Regions from separate parts of the Oryctolagus cuniculus genome. Here region 1 is linked to region 2. A link is a contact called in public Hi-C data. All regions are on one chromosome and are shown on one strand. Each heading gives the region's core, a stretch centred on a gene start, on an enhancer-like site or on the middle of the called end of the contact. The rest is flanking DNA. Distances are from core to core; before and after follow the strand shown. Region 1 overlaps CTIF (cap binding complex dependent translation initiation factor). Region 2 holds the start of DYM (dymeclin).

Evidence for each region. A called contact is a pair of places that touch in the nucleus more often than the background predicts.
Region 1: a contact with region 2 is called in a Hi-C map of an unstated tissue, with 3 times the contacts expected there. The contact joins the enhancer-like site here to the promoter of DYM in region 2. A contact is called at or near these places in 2 of 6 Hi-C or Micro-C datasets (ear pinna and an unstated tissue).

What each region holds. Positions count from the first base shown.
Region 1 is chr10:29,158,623-29,162,345 of mOryCun1.1, forward strand. All of the region lies in intron 6 of CTIF (cap binding complex dependent translation initiation factor), which reads right to left. Among named protein-coding and RNA genes, the nearest start is that of CTIF, 130 kb to the right of the region's middle. Within about 2 kb of position 1,674, at least 1 of the 8 cell types and tissues checked has an H3K27ac peak or open chromatin away from gene starts, as enhancers often do.
Region 2 is chr10:28,464,754-28,468,316 of mOryCun1.1, forward strand. It overlaps DYM (dymeclin), which reads left to right and starts at 1,935. Exons shown (of 18, transcript XM_051851233.2): 1 at 1,935-2,073.

The DNA.
Region 1 (3,723 bases), core at 424-2,923, 690 kb after region 2:
CTGAGCCGCACCCAGCACACCTTTGCCATGGAATGCGAGCGGGTGAACGAGCCCACCTTGACGGCCGGGGACATGGAAGCCCCAGAGCACGCTTGTGGATGAGCTCTATGTTCTCTTATGGCTCCAGTGCGCGACCTCCAGGGTTGCTGCCACCTGTCTTAACTTTCAGACTTCTCTTTATAAGCTGGATATAAAACGAAAGCTCGGCAAAACTTGCTCTTAAAGGGCCAGACCATAAATATTCCAAGCTTTGCAGGTGAAAAGGTCCACGCTGCATCCACTCCACTCTGCTGCTGTGGCACAAATGCAGCCCTAGATGGTGAACAAAGCGACGGGTGTGGCTATGTGCCAATAAAACCTCGTGTAAGAACAGGCCGAGGGGCGGCTTACACTCTACACTGTAGTTCGCCGGTGCCTAAGGCCGCAGCCGTGTCCTGGGTCTGTGAGGCTGTCACACGGTATCCTGGACATGGTGGAGCCAGCCCCATGCCTGCTCCCACTAGTCCTGGCTTCCTGCTCCTGCCCTCCCCCCCGCCCCCTGCCATGGAAGTGGCAGGAGAAAGAGACCGGTGGGGGATCCCATCCAGACTGGGCCGGGTGCCTCTTCCCAAGGAACCTCCCCGGTGGTCACCAACTAACGTCTTCACCCCAGAATAACCGTCGCTATACAAAGGACTCACAGGCGGCAGGAATAAAAATAGGCTCGTCTCCAGGAGCACGTCGCCTGCTCCCAGTGGGCCCTGCTACCTGGAGGCTTCAGACAGGAAGCTAGGGACTGCCGAGCTCCTGGGGGGGGGGGGGCACCTATTTTTGTCCTGAGGGAGGAAGTTCTCGGTGGGGGAGGTGGCTACACAGGGGTCCTCCCAGGTGGGGTCCTGGGTCAGGGAGTGCCACTTGAGACCTGTCTCACCAGAATAAAGACCCTCCTTCCAAGGGCTCTCTCTCTGCCCCTGGCCTGTTTATGGCCTTTAGCAGCAGAGTGAAAACATGCTCCCTATTTTCCTGCTCTCATTACGGAAACGGCATTCACCCCAAACTTGCTCTCCGTCTCTGCCCTCCGCGCAGACTGCCCCGCTCTTATCCCCACTCTCCGTTTAGAAGCTGTGTGTGGCCGGCGCCACGGCTCAATAGGCTAATCCTCTGCCTGCGGCGCCAGCACACCGGGTTCTAGTCCTGGTCGGGGTGCCGGATTCTGTCCCAGTTGCCCCTCTTCCAGGCCAGCTCTCTGCTGTGGCCCGGGAGTGCAGTGGAGGATGGCCCAAGTGCTTGGGCCCTGCACCCCATGGGAGACCAGGAGAAGTACCTGGCTCCTGGCTTCGGATCAGCGCAGCGCGCCGGCCGTGGTGGCCATTGGAGGGTGAACCAACGGCAAAGGAAGATCTTCCTCTCTGTCTCTCTCTCTCTCACTGTCCACTCTGCTTGTCAAAAAAAAAAAAAAAAAAAAAAGCTGTGTGCATTTGATTTCAGTCCTCTGATCTGCACAATGGGCGCTCAGACAGAGCTGGATGCACGTCGGGTCCTGTGACGCAGGCACACGTTCTAGACCAGGGAGCAGGGTGCAAGTCCAATCAGGGGTCCCCGAGTGTGTCCACGGAGGAGTTACACTCAGCTGGGAGAATCCGGACACAAGCCCAGCACAGGTGTGACGCAACGCATGGGGAGGAGACAGTGGAAAGTGAAGCGGAGAGGGCAGGGACAGTGGGGTGGCCTGAGAAGGGGCCGCCTGCCCAATCAGGGCTCAGGACAGTGCACCAGGGAGGCAAAGCCAGGGCCAGAGGAGGAAACGCAGCCGTTGCCCCCGTCCCTGCAGCCCGGAGGGCCCTCGGTGAATGCCGGCTACTGTCGGCGCACGATGCTCACTGCTGAATTCTCCTTAAGGGGCCTGACCAACACGGATGGACTCAACGAACCCAGGCCACACCCCCGTGGGTGCAAGGGGAGGTTCCATCTTTACCTGACTCTCTGCCTTGGCACGTCAGGATATTTTAATAGATCCAGGCCTGTGAGTTAGCATATCCTGAGAGCTTCCTCGAGACTTGGCAACAGAGCTGACACGGCTCCAGGGAGCGACAGAGTCACTCCTTCCAGTCTGCAGGGCTGGGAACCGGGCTGCAGCGGCTCCACTTGCGACTTCAACCCCAGCCACCATCCCTGTTCCCGCACAGCAGCAGTGCCCCCTGCTGGAGGACCAAGGCAGCTCCCGTACCTGACACCGGTTTTAATCCTGGACAGGGGAAAGAGGTGGGTCTTCCGGGACCTTCTGCAGGGAGTGCTTTGGGAGAAACCCCACGTGACCTCGATGTGTCGTTTGGCGGCGCCCTGCCTGCTACAGTTGCCAGGATGGGCTCACAGGTGACCCCTGCTCAGCTCTGCGCCAGCTTGGAGGTCAGGACTGGACTGCACCGGGCAACAGTGAGCTAATAACTCATTGCCAAAAGTCACAGAATGAACTCTCCAAATTTTCTAACAGGAAGGCAAGAAGAGAAGTCAGCTATGTTGTTCCCATTATCAGACGAAGACGGCGGACGCAATGTTTATCTATAGGAAAATGATCAAAATACGCCCCAATAGAAAGCTTTGGGCCAGACACTGGAGAATTCACAGCAAACGATGCCTTTCACCTGAGCTCTGTGCAAGGCACAAAAGCTCTATGGAGGGGCTGGCGCTGTAGTACAGTAGGTTAAGCTGTCTGTGGTGCTGGCATCCCATTCAGGCACTGGTTCAAGTCCTGGATGCTCCACTTCCAAACCAGCCCCTGCTGATGGCCTAGAAAAGCAGCAGAAGATGGCCCAAGTGCTTGGGCCCCTGCACCCACGTGGGAGACCCAGATGAAGCTCCTGGCTTCAGCCTGGCCCAGACCCAGCAATTGTGTACATGTGGGGAGTGAACCAGTGGATGGAATATCTCTGTCTCTCCCTCTCTCTAACTCTCTTCCAAAATAAATAAATCTTAAAAGACAAACAGAAGCCGTGTGGAGTGGGGACATAGCTTCCTGCAGGGCGCTAGGCCCCCTGTGCCCTGGCGCTCCAGGGACTCCCAGGGTTACCTGGGGATGTGTGGGGAGTTGGGGGACGAGACGCCCGTGGAACACCACTCAGACGCTAGGTGACCGCATCACCCCACCTCAGGCTGGAGCAGTTGCGGCTGGGGGCGGGGAGTGGCTGTAGTGGGAGAGGGGAGGGAGGCAGTGCAAGGGCAGGCCGGACCTCCTTCTGCGGTATTCCTCTGCCTTCACTGTGAGCTCAGTCAGGTGGACCCTGGCTGGAATCACACCGTGCCAGCCCCTGTCCTTGCAAGGGAGGAAGCCGGCACTCCTTAGCTGCCAAGCCCCATGCCATGGGTGTCTTCCCGCAGGTCAGTGAAGCCGGGGGTGTGGGGATTGCGGCTGGCACGCCTCACCCCATGGGCAGCCATCCGCCTGGGCCGTGGGTTCCCAGGGATGGGGGCTCTCTGGGGAATGCCAGGCCCTTGCACAGCAGGGACTCCTTACATCGGTGTGTGGCCTCCCCTTCACCCTCTCCTTGGTTGTGGGGGAGAAGGGCCTGAGCTTGAGGGAGATCATCTTGGAGAGCACTGGTGAGGAGTCAGCAAAGACCTCTTTACCTACTGGGGACCAGGGGACGGCTCACGGCCAACAGGACTGTGGAGCCTGCAGAATGGCACGTGGGTGCCACCTAGTGGGAGCTGACTGCCATGCAGCCATCAGTCCTGGAACAGCCACAG
Region 2 (3,563 bases), core at 685-3,184:
AGAAATCTCTGTCACTTTACCTTTTAAATAAATCTTTAAAAAAATCCATTCTCTGAACTTTGCTATTACATGAATATTGTTTCTACTAGAAGATGAACTCATGGAGTTGGGCTTGGGGGTCTGAGTAACCCTTGGTAACTTAGAAAAGGCGTTCCGCATTATGTTTTCAGGATGAAATGGAGGTAACACTTTAAAGTTGTGAGAATTAGGTCAAATAACATACCCACCCACATGCCCATATGTTTAAAGGTATGTATATATTCAAATTGTGTAGATGTGTAAAAACTGAAAAGCGAGGGGGCTGGCACTGTGGCAATGCAGGTAAAGCTGCTGCCTACAGTGCATCCCATATGGGCACCGGTTCGAGTCCTGGCTGCTCCACTTCCGATCCAGCTCTCTGCTATGGCCTGGGAGAGCAATTAAAGATGGCCCAAGTCCTTGGGCCCCTGCACCTGTGTGGGAATCTCAGAAGAAACTCTTGGCTTCCGATTCAGAGCGACAGAGCTCCGGCCGTCATGGCCATCTGGGGAGTGAACCAGCAGGTGGAAGACTCTCTCTCTCTCTCTCTCTCTATCTGCCTCTGCCTCTGCCTCTCTGTAACTCTGCCTTTCAAATAAATAAATATTTTTAAAAAAGCCAGGAGGTTGCCACACGGATGTCCTTGGGCATTTACTTTATCTGCCCCAGCCAGGTTCCCCGCTTGAAATATACACGTGAGGAGGAGGAGGAGGAGGAGGAGGAAGGGGCTGCCCCTTTGGGATTGTGGACTTTACAGTAATGATTTGCTACTGACTTTAAGGGGTGCTTTGTATCTGCTGTGCGCTGTTCTCTTGTTTATTTCTCCAAACAGCCCTATGGAGGAGACATCACCCCGTGCCAATACACTCTTAAGTACTAAGCACTTACTCCTTTTGAGCATTGGCTGCCAGTAAGATCCCTGAGCTTGCAGAATTATAACAGGAAAACACATTGAAGCACAAGGTACTGGCTAAAAGGAGATTGGTGCTACTATGTGGGCTTGTAAGGGCTTGTGGTTTGTGCAGCAGTTAAGATCCAGCCTGGGGAGCTGACATTGTGGCGCAGCGGGTTCCGCCGCCACCTGGGGCGCTGGCATCCCATAAGAGTGCAGGTGCAAGTCCCAGCTGCTTCGCTTCTGGTCCCGCTCTCTGCTACTGCGAAGGCAGCCCAAGTACTGAGGCCCTTGTCACCCACACGGGAGACCTAGATGGAGTTCTACTGCCCAGCATTTGCAGCTATTTGGGGAATGAACCAGCAGATGGAAGATTCTCTCTCTCTCAGTAAATCAAAGCTTCTTCCTGCTGATGTGCACCCTGGGAGGCTGCTGTGGTGGTTCAGGTACTTGGGTTCCTGCCACCCACACCGGACACCTGGAATACATCTTTCGCTTTTCAGTGTTTTAAAACACTTTAGACTTCAACATCCTGGCTTTAGACGTCAAATCCCACGTCTCGCACTACTCCACATCGCTGCTCTTTCCTGTGGGACCTGTCCTTTCTGACAGCTGAAACACCATTTTCTGCTTCCCAACTCTTCAGAGCGCCACGGGGAGTTACTTGACTGTGAAAGCGGCGCTAACACAGTGCAAGCTCCGGAACAGGCGGTGTAGACGGCACCTAAGAGGTGAGGGCTCCGGGTTTCTGGATTCTGCCTCACGGCTTTGCGGTTGCCCGGGAGACGCGCGCCCTGTGGGCAGAGCGCAACGCCCGCGGGACTGCATTTCCCACAAGCCCCCTCGCCGCGCGCCACGTGACCTCTCGCTGGCTCGCGCCCGGCCGTTCGGTCCCTCCGCGCGTCCGCCGCCGCTTCCCTCTTCTGTCCCCGCCTCCTCGCCTCTGTTCCGACGCGTCCCGGGCTGGAGCCCAGCGGGAGCCGAGCCGCAGCCGCAGCCGGAGCCGGAGCCGGATCCGCAGCCACAGAGACGTGGAAACATGGAGGCCTGAGCCGGCGTGCGCCACCCGCGCTGCGGCGGTGATCGCGCTCCTCCTGAGCCCCGGTGCCTCCTGCCTGCGTGTCCGGGCGGCTGGAAGCCGAGCTCCCAGCGGGCTGAGACAGGTGGGCTGTGGCGCGGCCCCCGGCGGCGCCGCCCTGCCAGCGAGCCCCTTGCCGGAGCGGGTGGGGCCGCCCGGCGGCGGGAGGTGCGGGGCGGCCGCCCGCCAGGCCGGGACTGGACCGCCCCGAGGCTCCGAGTCCCTTCGCCGCCCTGCAGCGGGCCCTGAGGGCTGTGTGCGTCCGGAGAGGGGCAGGGAGTCCGGGCGGGCGGTGGGGGTCCGGGAGATCAGGGCGAGGCTTCCGGAGACGGGGCGTCGTGCATGTGGCCAATGGGCGTGTGATGGGCAGGGTGAGCAGCAACTGTGCTGGCTTGGTTTTTGGTCTTGACGTGCAAGCTTTTACTGAGACGTAATTTACAGAGTGTCCAACCCCTCCTCTCCAAGTGCAGTCAAGGTAGACCCGCTCGGCCGTGCAGCGGCCGCTCTGATCCCTCTCCGTAGGAGTCCGTACCCGTTAGCAGGCACTCCGCATTCCCCTCCCTCACCCCTGGCGACCGCCAGCCTTCGTGTGCCTCGGTGGACCTGCCCGGGCAATCGGGGCCGCGCTGAAAGGGCGGGTGTAGGAGGGGGCTGGGGGCAGTCATGGGGTCTCGGGAGGACGGAGGTGTTAACCGCTGCAACAGGGGTACCCAGAGGTGACAGACGAGAGAGGCAGACTGGAGAGAGGGGTGTGTAGAAGGCAGGTGCTGGGGGGCGGCCTCGCCTGAGCGATCCAGGTGCTGCGGCTAATGAGGTGCGGGCTCCAGCGAGGAACGGGGTCGGTGCAGTGCCAAGGAAGAGAATCGATAAGCACAGGAGCGAGTTTGCCGCGAGAAGGCAATGTGTGAATATATGGACTTCTAGAACGATTATCCCGCTCTGCAGTTTTTATTTTGGTTCGTTATCTGGGCAAATCGGAGGTAGACTGGGCAAAGCATGCGTAGTCCTGTCTGCAGACGCAGAAACTGGTCTTTTAGAGGTTAGGTGACTTGAATGAGGGCCAACTGAGCTGAGGTGAAGGAGGGATGATTGATGAAACTTTTAAGTAGCAGAGAATTGAGATTGGGTCATGTTAACAGCAAGGGGATTCAGCTGTTAAGAAGTCTGTGTTTTGCCATGTAATAGGAAGTCTCTGTGTATTGTTATAACAGGTCGGGACTTTTTTGGATTTTGTACCTTTTACTTATGGGATAAAGTTCAAGCGGTGAAATAATATAATATGCTGCCATGTACACCCCCTAGCCAGCTTCAGCAGTTATTAACTCTGCCAGTTTAGTTTCATCCTGTATTATTCCTCATTCCCATCCCCAATAATCTTAAAGCAGATCATAATCATATTGTTTCATTTTTAAATAGTTCATCATATACCTGCAGGATATTGAGTTGGTTTCTTAAAGAATTATTTATTTATTTGAAAGGTAGAGTTAGAGAGAGGGAGAAACAGCTTCTATCTACTGATTCATTCCCCAAGTGGCAACAACCTCCAGGAGTGAGTATGGCCGAAGCCAGGAGCTT